2 separate regions of the Sus scrofa genome follow, and region 2 is linked to region 1. Evidence: chromatin contacts called from public HiChIP or PLAC-seq data. All regions are on one chromosome and are shown on one strand. Each heading gives the region's core, a stretch centred on a gene start, on an enhancer-like site or on the middle of the called end of the contact. The rest is flanking DNA. Distances are from core to core; before and after follow the strand shown.

Region 1 (6,151 bases), core at 1,240-3,739:
TGGTTGGGGTTTGGTTGGGTCTCCCAGCCTCACTCACAATGGAGCCGGCGTGCAGAGCCCATCACTGAGAAAGCCCATGCAGTATTCCCTGTGCTCTGTGCTCATGTTTTCTCTGGAAGGGACAGGCGAAACTGTTTCTCATTTTCAGTCATTTTTTAGCAGAGTAAATGTAACTAACTTATATTTTCCCCTTTATGAAGGACAGAAGTTATTTTTACGTAGTTTCCAAATTTTATACAGAATTTTTGTAAAATCTTCTCTGCAAAGTTAACTGCAAGAATGTAAATATGCTTCTAATAAAATAACAAGGTGAGAAACTTTGCATCTGAGCTTGTTCTTTTGTATTGAGCTGGGAAAGGCAGGGAAGATTTTACCTACATCTGCTGGATAAGAAACGGGTTACTCTCTGCTGAGTACACTGGGGCCTCCCAGGTTGTAGAGCCGGTCGGACTCTGGGGTTTCTATACTGAAAGAGGTTATGCTTGGTTTGGTGTGTGTGTGTGCGTTTTCTACATTTAGAATCATTCTCACTTAACAAAAACATTTGACTCCCAAGGGTTTTTACATGTTAGCTTATTGAATCCTTTCAACAACACGCATAAGGAAGACACTGGCATTCCTGTTTTATAAATGAGGGAACAGACACTGGTAAGGGGAGAGTCAGGCCAAGGCTGGCAACACTGCCAGGTGATTCCTATGGGATTCGAAGGTGGACTCTCTCCCCGACTTCTCTCCTGCCAACTGTGCCCCATACACTCAGCAAGAGTCACACACACACACTTAACCCCTAGCTACCATCTCTGCCATATTTAAACGTTTCAACCATACATCTAAAACCCCATTCCGGGGTTCTTAACCTGCAGTCCAGGGTCCTTCTTCACACACACACATACACACACACACGAGATCCATGGGTACTCAGGGACTCTTTGTATATGGATGGGAAAGATTTGGTCTTTAGTTTCACCAACCTCTAAGTGAAAATCAGCATTTCCTTTATGCGCACAGGCACCAAACTCTAATGTTATCAGCAGTACAAATCACAGAGATTTCATCTCACATTACAGCTATTGCAGACATCTCCCAATTATCATTTTCGTTCATTATTTTGAAATTATAGTAGTTATTGAACCTATTGCCAGATCTTGTTATTTAATGAGCAATATATATATAACATATATTACATCTAAATAAAATACAATTTTTCTAATATTTTGATACCTCTATTTCATTATTACTGGTTTTACTTGTAATCTTGTTTTGTTTTGTTTTTTGTCTTTTTAGGGCCACACCCGTGGCACATGGAGGTTCCCAGGCTAGGGGTCAAATCAGAGCTGCAGCTGCCAGCTTACACCACAGATCCTTAAACCCAATGAGCAAGGCCAGGGATCAGACCCGTGTCCTCATGGACACTAGCTGGGTTTGTTAACCACTGAGCTACGATGGGAACTCCAAAGTTTTACTTGTGATCTATGCGCTTTATCCTGTGCATCTGAAAATGTTATTCTGAGAAGTGGATCTACAAAGAACACCTTAAGGTTAAGGACCCCTTCTATCTGCAGTCCTGAATCACTGTCCAAGAAACCTTCCCACCAGCAGGTGGCGCCCCACAATTACAGCGCCCCACTGAACTCCCTGTGTCTGGGGGTGATGGAGGCAAATAAGCAGCTGGCATGCCTTCCATTAAGGGCTAGAAAAATGATGGAGGTGCCTGGGGAGAAAGATTCATGAGACTGGCAGAAAAGACCATGAATTAGGGAACGGGTGGGACTTGGGAAATGAGATCATTCCATATTTACTGACACCTCTTAAGTACCAAGTGCTAGAGATGATGAAATAAAAACATTGACACTGGCTTCAAAATGTTTGTCCCACTAAGGAAACAGACCTGGAGAAGCAGAATATCAATTCAGGCTGACGTAGCCTGGGAGAATCAGGGAAGACTTCTCAGTGGAGGTGATGCTAAGTCTAGGAGGACAAAGCAGTATGTGCCAAACCACATGCATTCAGAGATGGGGCAATGGTTGAGGGTGAGTGTTTTATGGGCCATGAGGTTGAGAGAAGGACAGGGTGAGACCTGAATGCTGGGTTCAGACTGACCTTTATTGCTGCAAGAACAGTAAGAAGGCTGGGAAAGAGTTTACTCAGAGGAAGGAAAGTTGAAATCATGACAAATTATAGCAATTTAAGAGAGCAGCTGAGGACAGAGACGCTTTTGAATGGGAACAATGGCCCATAAAGGTTGGACGCTTTAGGAAAGAAAGGGCAGACTGCAGGCTTCATGAAGGCAGGGGTAAGGCCTTAGCTAACCCCTTAGCACCCAGAACCCATCAGGCTGCAGCACTGAGATACCCAGTCTGAGCTCCCTATGCCATAAAGGTTCTATGAAGGGAGCAGTGGGGGTCTGGGGGCTGTAGTCTGGATGTATATGAACTCACTGTGCTACCAGAGGTAGGTTCACTAGGTCTGGCTAACAAGTATGTCTTCAGTTAAAAACGAAACTGAAAGAACTTTCATTTTCAGTGATGGCAGATTAGGTTATCCGGATCAGTCCTCACACTGAGGACAATTAGAAAATCTGGACAAAAATACTAAATACATCTACTTGCAGGCATACAAGATAGTGAAGAACTATCAGGCCAAGATTCACGCAAGGACGGAGAGCCAGAGAGACGATGCTGGTGTTTTACCCTGGGAGCATTTGATGATCCCAGAGTGGGTAACAGAAACGTGTGTGTCTGAGCTTCTGAAAACCTCCTAGGGCCTCCTAAGAACACAAGGATTAGAGGCCAGGGCCTCATAAGGGCAGGGTGGAAGGGACCCAAATGAAAACTTTCCCGTTGCAGAGGCCTGAAAGGCTATACCCATGAATAACACTGAGCCTGATGGGGACAGGCCTCATGGGGTCTGCAGTTCTCTTCAAATAATTACAACCCCTAAAAACTGGCCTGGGGTGATGCAGGATTGCTAGTGCTCACAGGTGCCCTTTGAAAACAATTTTACAAAAAACCCCATCTAGCACACAATTAAAAAGTAACTAGGCGCACAGGAAATGACTAAAGCTAAAGCTGGCAGAAGCAATGAACATCAGCAGCAGACCAACAGGCATGTGAGTTACTGGAGTAATCGGAGCATAAACCACAATGCTTACTATGTTTGAGGAGAGAGAAAGAATGTGATTTGAAATTGTCAGCAGAGAGCTAAAAACAAAAGTTTAAAAAGGAACTAAGTGTTCTAAAAGTAGGTAGCAGAAATGGTTGCATAACTCTGAATATACGAAAAGAAAAAAAAAAATCCCACTGATTGTACAGGCATACCCTGTTTTACTGCGTTTTGCAGACACCGTGTTTTTCACAACCTGAAGGTCTGTGGCAGCCCCGCACAGACCAAGTCTATCGGAGCCATCCTTCCTACAGCATTTTGCTCACCTCCTGTCTCTGTGTCACATTTGGGTAATTCTCACAATATTTCATAAAATTTCATTATTATTATATTCAGGGATCTGAGATCAATGATCTCAGATGTTACTACTGTAATTGTTTTTGCATTTTCACCAAGAAAGTATTTTAAATTACAGCTTAATTAAAAGCATTTTGAGACATAATGCTATTGCACACTTAGCAGATGACAGTATAGTGTAAACATAACTTGTATTTGCACTGGGAAGCCGTAAACATCATATGACTCACATTACTATCATACTTTATTGCAGTGGTCTGAAAACTGAACTCACAAAATTACCTAGATATGCCTGGATACTTATTTAAAAGGGTGAATTTTGTGGTATGTGAATATCTCAAGAAAGCTTTCATTGAAGAAAAAAAAAAGTAAAAAGTCTAGACATAAAACAAAAATAACTGACGTGAAATACTCAGTGTTCAGGCGTAACAGCGGACATGTCAGAAGCCTTCATCAACCATTTATATCAGTTTGAAGCTTTATCCTTCCTACCTCTACTTGGCCATGTCTTCTCACTCCGGATGAGGCTTTAAAAAAAGGTGCAAAACCTTTTTCTTACCAATTCCAAAAGTGAGGGAACCTGCTGAAAAACTATGAAAAACAACAGAACCAACAAGATAGGCTGACCCTTCCTTCAGGACATCAAAAAACTAGTAGGGATAAAGCTGAGTCAATCGGAATCTCTCTCTTAGTAATGTGAACTGGGGCTAGGGTTAGAGAACAACCAGTTAGAAATGGAACTTAAGAGGCTGAAATACATGGATGTAGTGAGGGATCAGAGGCCAAGAGGGTCCACGTGCAAAGAGAAGTTAGAAAGGAGCTGAAACTCAATGGTGATTCCTAAATTTCTGGCTTTAGTTGACTGGGTAGGTAGAGGGATCATTTACTGAATTAGAAAAGATCAGCACAGGACAACATTTGGTGTGTTGAAGGGAGGGACCAGAGGTTCAGTTTGAAAGTTAGAACTCCAAAAAAGAGCACCTAATTTTGCATATGTTAAATTTGAGGTGCCTATGACACACCAAAGGGGGATGTTATTGTCTATATGTATCTGGAGCTTGGAGGAAATATCTGGGCTGGAGATAAGCATTTGAAAATAGGGTACGAAGTGGATCGTTGAGAAAAATGCAGTAGGAGAGACAGGCAGGACCAGAGAGAGATAAGTAAACTATGAAAAGAAATAGAGATTTTTTTTTTTTTTATCCCGAAGGCCATGTGTGACATCAGCTTTCTGTTGTAGACAGGTGACTAGCTGCAGCAGAAAAAACATACTGAAGCAGCAGAAAAGTGATAAGTAGGGCCTTTACAGTAATCCAGGTAAGAGATGGGAATTCTCATATTATAGATTTATATCCCGACTTTTTCCTTTTTTATTTTAACATCACTAATAGTTCTCTGGAAACATAGTTTTAGCAGATATTATTATTTTTTTATGGCTGTACTCAGAGTATATGGAAATTCCCAGGCTAGGGATTGAAGCTGACACTAGATCCTTTAACCCACTGCACCAGGCCAGGGATGGAACCTGAGCCTCTGCCGTGACCCAAGCTGCTGCAATTGGATTTTTAACCCACTGCGCCATAGCAGGAACTTCTGGAAACACAGTGTTAAATGGCTAAATAACCTACCCACTTGTGAAGTTATATAATCTATTTGACCACTATTATACAGTTAGACATTTTGGTTTATTTTCTGTTTATGAGGAACCTTATTCTTTCACATAACTATCCTTTGTATTTTCTCCTGCCTTGGTGATAAAAGCTCTGGCAAATATCACAGCTTTTCTAAAGTTAAAATTGGGTCAAGTCTAATTACCAAGTTTTACTTTCACATTTGATTTAAACTTTTTCTCACGCAGCTCAAGTCTGAACCAGACTCCGAAGCTTGAAGTGAAAAAGACGGGTATGGCTGGGCTGACGCTCACCAACTGCACCACTTGATTCCTTGTGTTTCAAATATTCGCAAATGATATTGATCAGTAAAGGGTTAATATCCAACACTGATAAACAGCTCACACAACTCAACATCAAAACAAAAACAAAAATAAAAACCCCCAAACTCCAAAACAGCCTGATTAAAAAACAGTCAGAAAAACCTAACAGACATTTTTCCAAAGAGGAAATGCAGATGGCCAACAGGCACAGGAAGAGATGCTCAACACGGCTAATCACCACGGAAATGCAGACGAAACCACCACGAGCTATCACCTCATACCTGTCATAGTGGCTATCAAAAAGAGCACAAATACCAAATGCTGGTGAGGAGGTGGAGAAAAGAGAAGCCTCCTACACTGTGGGTGGGAACGTAAGTTGGTGGAGCCGTTGCGGAGAACAGTATGGAGGTTTTTCAAAAAACGAAAAATAGAACTGACATATGGCCCAGAATTATTTATAATGGACAAGATAATGGAAGCAACCTCAGTGTCCAGTAACAGATGAATAACGAAGATGTAGTACACACATACACACAGAATACTACTCAGCCATAAAAAAGAATTAAATTCTGCTATTTGCAGCAATATGGATGGACTTGGAGGGCATGATGCTAAGTGAAATAGGTCAGAGAAAGACTAACACTATATGAAATCACTTATACATGGAATCTAAAAATACCAAAAACTAGTGAATAAAACCAAAAAAGAAGCAGACTCACAGATATAGAGAACAAACTAGTAGTTACTAGAGGCGGGAAG
Region 2 (6,151 bases), core at 1,259-3,758, 140 kb after region 1:
GGTAAAGTCATTTTCTGTCAACAATTTAAAAGATTTTTTTTAAATTGTGGTAAAATACACCCAGTATACATTTTACTATTTTAACTATTTTAAAGTGCACAGTTTGGTAACATTATACATTGTTGTGCAACCAATGTTGAGAACTTTTTCCTATTCATGAAACAACCACTTCTCATTTCCCCTGGCAGAACCGGAACAACCATTCTACTTTCTGTTTCTATGAATTTGACTACTCTAGACACTTCACAAAAGTGGCAGAATCTTATAGTATTTGTCTTTTTATAAGTGATTTATTTCACTTAGCATAGTACCATACAAGGTCCATGTAATAGCATGTAGAAGAATTTCCTTTCTTTTTAAAGCTGAATAATATTCCATTGCATGTTTATATCATATTTTGTTTAGCATGTTATCCTTCAGTGGACACTTGGGTTGTTTCTACCTTTTGGCTTATGTGAATAATGCTGTTATATGAAAATAAGTGTATAAATATTTCTTTGATACCTTTCTTTTAATTCCTGTGGATATATACTCAGAAGTGGTCTCGCTCGACCATGTGGTGATTCTGTTTTTAATTTTAAGTTTTCCATAGCAGCTACACCATTTTACATTCCCATCAGCAATGTTAGAAGGGTTCTTGTTTCTCCTTGTCAGCATTTGTTATTTTCTGTTGATAGTAGTCATTCTGATAGGTATGAGATAATATTTCTTAGTGATTTTGAGTTGCATTTCCCTAATGATTAGTGATGTTCAGTATTTTTTCATAAGCTTTTTGGCCATTAGTATATCTGCAGCTTGTGGCAATGCCCGACCCTTAACCCACTGAGCTACAACAGGAACTCCTGGTTTGTTGTAGTTGTTGCTTTTTAACTTAATTTGGATATTTTCTTTTGTGAAATGCCTGTATAAGTGTTTCACCCCCCACCTTTTTTGGTAGCTGTACGTGTTTGCTCTCTTTATTGATTTGAAGTAAGGGGGGTGGCATATAGAGATTCCCCGGCTAGAGGTCAAATTGGAGCTGCATTTGCTGGCCTACGCCACAGCCACAGCAATGCCAGATCCGAGCTGCATCTGTGACCTACACCATAGCTCATGGCAACACCAGATCATTAACACCCTGAGCAAGGCCAGGGATTGAACCCTCATCCTCAGGATACTAGTTGGGTTTGTTACCACTGAGCCACAACGGAAACCCCCTGATTTTTGTTTTTTTAATGTTCTGAGTGATTGCCAGTCTTCTCTCATGGGTTGCCTCTTTTTTTTTCTTTTAAATTTAATTCCTTTAAAAGATGTATTTTGCGTATAAAATTCATCCTTTTCAAGTATGCAGTTCAATGTTGCACCATCACCATAAATCAGTTTTAGAACATTTTAAACTCCTATTTGGTCTTTTAATGACACTTTCAATGAACAGAAATCTTCATTATAATCCAATTTATCAGATTTTTCTTTCCTGATTAGCAGTTGCTTTGTCCAATTTAAGAAAGCTTGACCTATTCCAAGGTCATGAAGATGTTCTGTGGTTTCTTCTAAAAGCTTACTTTTTACATTTAGATCTGCAGTCTACCTCGAATAGATTCCTCCCTCCCCCCTGCTCTTGATGAGAGGGTGGGGCTCAATAGAAGAATATCCAGTTGATAAAGTCTTTTACTGAAAAGACTATTTTTTCTCCACTGGGCGGAAGTGTTTGTTGCTTTAGTGTTCAATCAAGAGAACTCAATATGTATACATCTGAGTTTGGATGCTACTTTGTTTTGTTGATTAATTTGTCTACCTTTATTCCTATGTAACACTCTTTTTGTTACAGTAGCTACGTGAAGGATCTTGATATTTCATAATGTAAATTCTCTTAGTTCTTCCAGTTTGCGGTAGCTTTTTATATTTCCAGACAAATTTTAAAATCCGCTCAAATTGGAGGGCGGGGGGGGGGTGGGCATAAAGCCTGCCGGAATTTTGGTTGATATTGTATTAAATTCATCATCTCTTACTCTTAAATTTTTGATGGCTTTGGTTTTCTTTCCCCAGATTTCATTAAGTGATATAATCTCTAACATGTGTTCTGTAAGTGGTAGCAACCGTATTATAAATATAATTCATTGCTTTTTAATTTCTTGGGTTGATTTTGTTTGAAGTCTTTGCTGAGTCTGCCAAGTTACCCTTGAACACAGTAATATGAGAAATGATTGTGATGTGGCACGGTATTTCTCTCGCTTTGCTTGATGTCATTGATCAATACTTTCATGGTTCCTTTAAAATGATATATAGTAGAAGCCAAAGGGTAAAAAAATGTTTTTTGTTTGTTATTTTCCCCCCTCTGAGCAATATTATGTTGTAGGTACTTTGCACATGTTATTTCTATTCCTGCAACGCAGGCGGCATTATCCCTGTCCCATAAAATCGGAAATCAAATCTGAGAGAAAGGTCAAGTGACTTACCGGAAGTCACACAGCCTGTGATCTGCACTGGGGATTCCTGGCTCTAAAAGCCTCCTCGTTTACACGTCAGGGACTGATTCCCTCCATGGTGCCCTTCCTGATAACTTAGTGTCCTTTGCCCATCCTTCTGTACTGCTTCTAAAGCATCTTCTTTTTCTGGCGTCCTTTAGTGATTATGAAACATCCTGTAAGTTTCACTTGTAAAGTTCTCTTCAGAGTGTTAAACCCCAGGAAGCATCGAAGTGCACATTCTACCAGCCCTTGTCTACTTTCTCAGGGAGACTCCAGCAGACTTGTATCTGTGCTTCTTTTGGACCTTTTTAAACAGTCAAGTGAGAATGAGGTGTTCTTCTTTTTTTTTAATCTAGGTAAATGAATACTTTGGAGGCGATACGGGTGACTGCCTTTCTGAAAATAGGTTTTTTTTAATTTCTTGCTACTTTCAGTGAGGATCAGAAATGGTGTTGCTTGCTTTTCTCCCCTACATTTTTTTTGCTATTTCTTGAACCGCTCCTGCGGCATATGGAGGTTCCCAGGCTAGGGGTCCAATCGGAGCTGTAGCCACCAACCTACGCCAGAGCCACAGCAACGCAGGATCTGAGCCGTGTCCGCAACCTACACCACAGCTCATGGCAACGCCAGATCCTTAACCCACTGAGCAAGGGCAGGGACCAAACCCGCAACCTCACGGTTCCTAGTCGGATTCGTTAACCACTGCGGCACGACGGGAACTCCTCCCCTACATTTTGAATCCTTGCTCATTGTAGACAATTTGGAAAATATGCAAAAAGGAGTAAGGCAGAAACAAAATTACCATTTTAGTCGTTACAATTAATAGGAAGATTATAATAACTGTAGCTAATATTAATTATCAACATATTTATTATACTTAGTAGTGTGTCAGGAATTATTCTAAGTGCTAAGAATACAGACTGAATAAAACAATCAAACATCTCTGTCCTGTGGAGGTTCAGTTTGACTAAAGGAGCCCATATTAAGTGCTAGGATTATCTTCTTAAATTTTCTCGCTCTGTCAGGGAGACCCTGTTTTTACTTTAGTTTTATAGATCAGGAAACAGACACAGAGAGGTTGAATGACATGCAGCAGGATCTGACTTCTGCTGAAAGTTTCAATGACTAGTTTCTGTTTCTTTAAACTAGAACATACATATCTGGGGCCTTGGCGAGGCTGTTTTACTTTAAGTTTCATTTTAAGAAATCACTAGCATTATTGAAAAGAGTTGTGTCTTCTTTAAGAAAAATTTAGATAGGTTATGCAAACAAAAAGAAAATAAAAATTACAGAGATAAAGTATTGTTAGCATTTTTAACACTTTTCTGGTTTCTTTTCTAGATAAATTGATAAAATTTTGTTTGTAAAGATGGGATGAGGTAGACATATTTTGGTCTGCTTTTTTCCCCATTTAATATAGTTTAGACTTTTTCATGTCCCTGTTCTTCTAAGATAGTATTTCACCAATTTGAGACAGGTGAATGTGGCCTTCACAGTTTTGACATATTTGCCTACCACTCGTTCTTTTGTTCTGTTTCACATATTTTAAAAATCTGCTTTCTTAACAAAAATCAGAAAAGGGAACTATCACTGCATGACTGGGAAACAATGGTACTTACTGAGTGAGAAAGGTTACTATAAAAGTAAATACCATAAAAACAAGAACTTGAATGAAGTTCTAGCCAGATCCTGTTTGTCACAGATCCTGATAATCACAGACCAGCTTTTTTTTTTGTTAAAAATATGCAATTGGAGATAATAGTTGTGAAAATATCTTTTGATATAATTGGGATAATGAAGAAAACTGAAAAGATAGTAGGTTTTTCAGTATGCGATTCATTGTACTCTAATACCTTAACCAGGGGTTTTCAATGTTTTTGTGGTAAGAAATAAAATTTACCTTTAGACCTCATATATGTGAGCATATGTGTTTATGTGTAACACATGAGTATGTGTATACATACGTATGTTTATGTGTTGTGTATGTGTATTTGTGTGTGCATCATATGCACATACTCCCACATGTTGTCCACCCCCCCATATGCTGTATTCTGTCATTGAATGAAAGAGTGTGCATCAGTTGTCAGACAGGCCGTTACTTTATACAGCCTTTAGAAAAAGTGCCATTTTTAATTGTAAGATGCCATTGATCATTAGAAATAGCCCAATTGCATAGATGTTAAAATATGAAAAAAAATGAATGTTATAGTTGATGAAATAGGGGCTGCACTCGGTGTTCTATTTCATTAAAAATATACTGGTTATCTATTAAATTGACATTGTAAACTATAATGAGTTTCAGCCTGTGGTTTGGAAAAACATTAAATTTATATTTTAAAATATGAATTCTGACTCCTACTTTACATAAAAACCAGTGTAGATGAGTTTTAGATTTAAATCTAAAAAGTAAAATAAAACTTCTGGGTTATTACACAAGAGATATCTTTATGACCTTAGAAGAAACATTTCTTAAGCAGGGCACAAACCCCACAAATTTTAATGAAAGAAACAATGGATAAATTACATTTCATAAAACTAATTACTTGTCTATCAAAAGACACTACCAAGAGAATGAAAACTTAAGCCACAGATTAGGAGATCTTTGTAATAAATATATTTGAAAAAGGACTCCATTCTAGAATATGTAAAGTTTCTAGAAATCAGTAAGAAAAGACTGTCCAATTAAAAAATGGTCAAACACTTTAAACTTCCACTGTACAAAAGAAGATACCCAAATGACTAGTAAGTTTATGAAAAGGTACTCAACAGCATTAGTCATCAGGAAAATGCAGATTAGAACCACAGAGCGATACTACTATATACCCAACAGAATGTTAAAATTAAGCAAGCGTAAAAATCCAAACAAAAACCCTTGTCTGGTAAGGAGCAGTTAGAACGCACTTACACTGCTGGTGGGATAGCGAGTAGTGAGTAGTAATGGGTAGTATTACTGTGGAAAAGTGACAATATATACTCTGTGACCTAACAATTCACCCCTAGTATAGGTCTAACAGATACATACACAAATACACCAGAATACATGACAGAATTATTTTGAATTCACAGTGGAAGTGACCCACATATTCATCAACAGTAGAATGAGTAAATAATTTTTGAAATAATATACAGCAGTGAACTACTACTCTACTTAAGAGTCTCAGAATCATAATGTTCAGCAAAAGAGGCCAGACTCAAAAGAGTATATACAATATGATTCCATTTAGGTAAAGTTCAGAATGAGCAAATGAATCTATGGTGATAATTTTTAAAAAATGGAGGTTATTTTGGAGGCTTTAATGACTGGGAGGTAATAAAAAAGTGTTTAGGGTCTTAGTAAATGTTGTTTGTGTTGGTCTGAGTACTGGTTATATTTAAGAGTTAAGCTCTTTATTATACTTAAATAGAAATGTTTTTTAAAAGAACTGTTGTATCATGCACACGCACACATATTTTTTGACAGCACTGGAGGCATGTGCAGGTTCCTGGGCCAGGGCTTGAACCTGAGCCACAGCAGTGACAATGCTGAATTCTTACCTGCTAGGCCACCAGGGAACTCCTGTTTTATCACACTTTTATATGACACCCTATTGTTGGACATTTACATTGTTTTCTGTTTTTCCATGTTATAAATTGTCGTAGCTACAATTTTATATAGGTCTACAATTCCTTTGGATAAATTGTTGTTAAGTTAAATTATATCCAGT

The links. HiChIP or PLAC-seq counts read pairs in DNA pulled down with a chosen protein or histone mark.
Region 2: a contact with region 1 is called in an H3K27ac HiChIP or PLAC-seq map of alveolar macrophages. The contact joins two enhancer-like sites. A contact is called at or near these places in 2 of 5 promoter capture datasets (fetal liver and liver), 35 of 47 Hi-C or Micro-C datasets (adipocytes, adipose tissue, alveolar macrophages and 18 more) and 2 of 2 datasets of contacts at active chromatin or transcription factors (alveolar macrophages and skeletal muscle).

Annotation. Positions count from the first base shown.
Region 1 is chr16:52,140,057-52,146,207 of Sscrofa11.1, forward strand. It overlaps STK10 (serine/threonine-protein kinase 10), which reads left to right. Exons shown (of 19, transcript XM_021077114.1): 19 at 1-322. Among named protein-coding and RNA genes, the nearest start is that of FBXW11, 69 kb to the right of the region's middle. Within about 2 kb of position 2,490, at least 32 of the 83 cell types and tissues checked have an H3K27ac peak or open chromatin away from gene starts, as enhancers often do. A contact at or near this core is called in alveolar macrophages and liver, where this site is marked.
Region 2 is chr16:52,277,858-52,284,008 of Sscrofa11.1, forward strand. All of the region lies in intron 2 of FBXW11 (F-box/WD repeat-containing protein 11), which reads left to right. Among named protein-coding and RNA genes, the nearest start is that of FBXW11, 69 kb to the left of the region's middle. Within about 2 kb of position 2,509, at least 8 of the 83 cell types and tissues checked have an H3K27ac peak or open chromatin away from gene starts, as enhancers often do. A contact at or near this core is called in alveolar macrophages and liver, where this site is marked.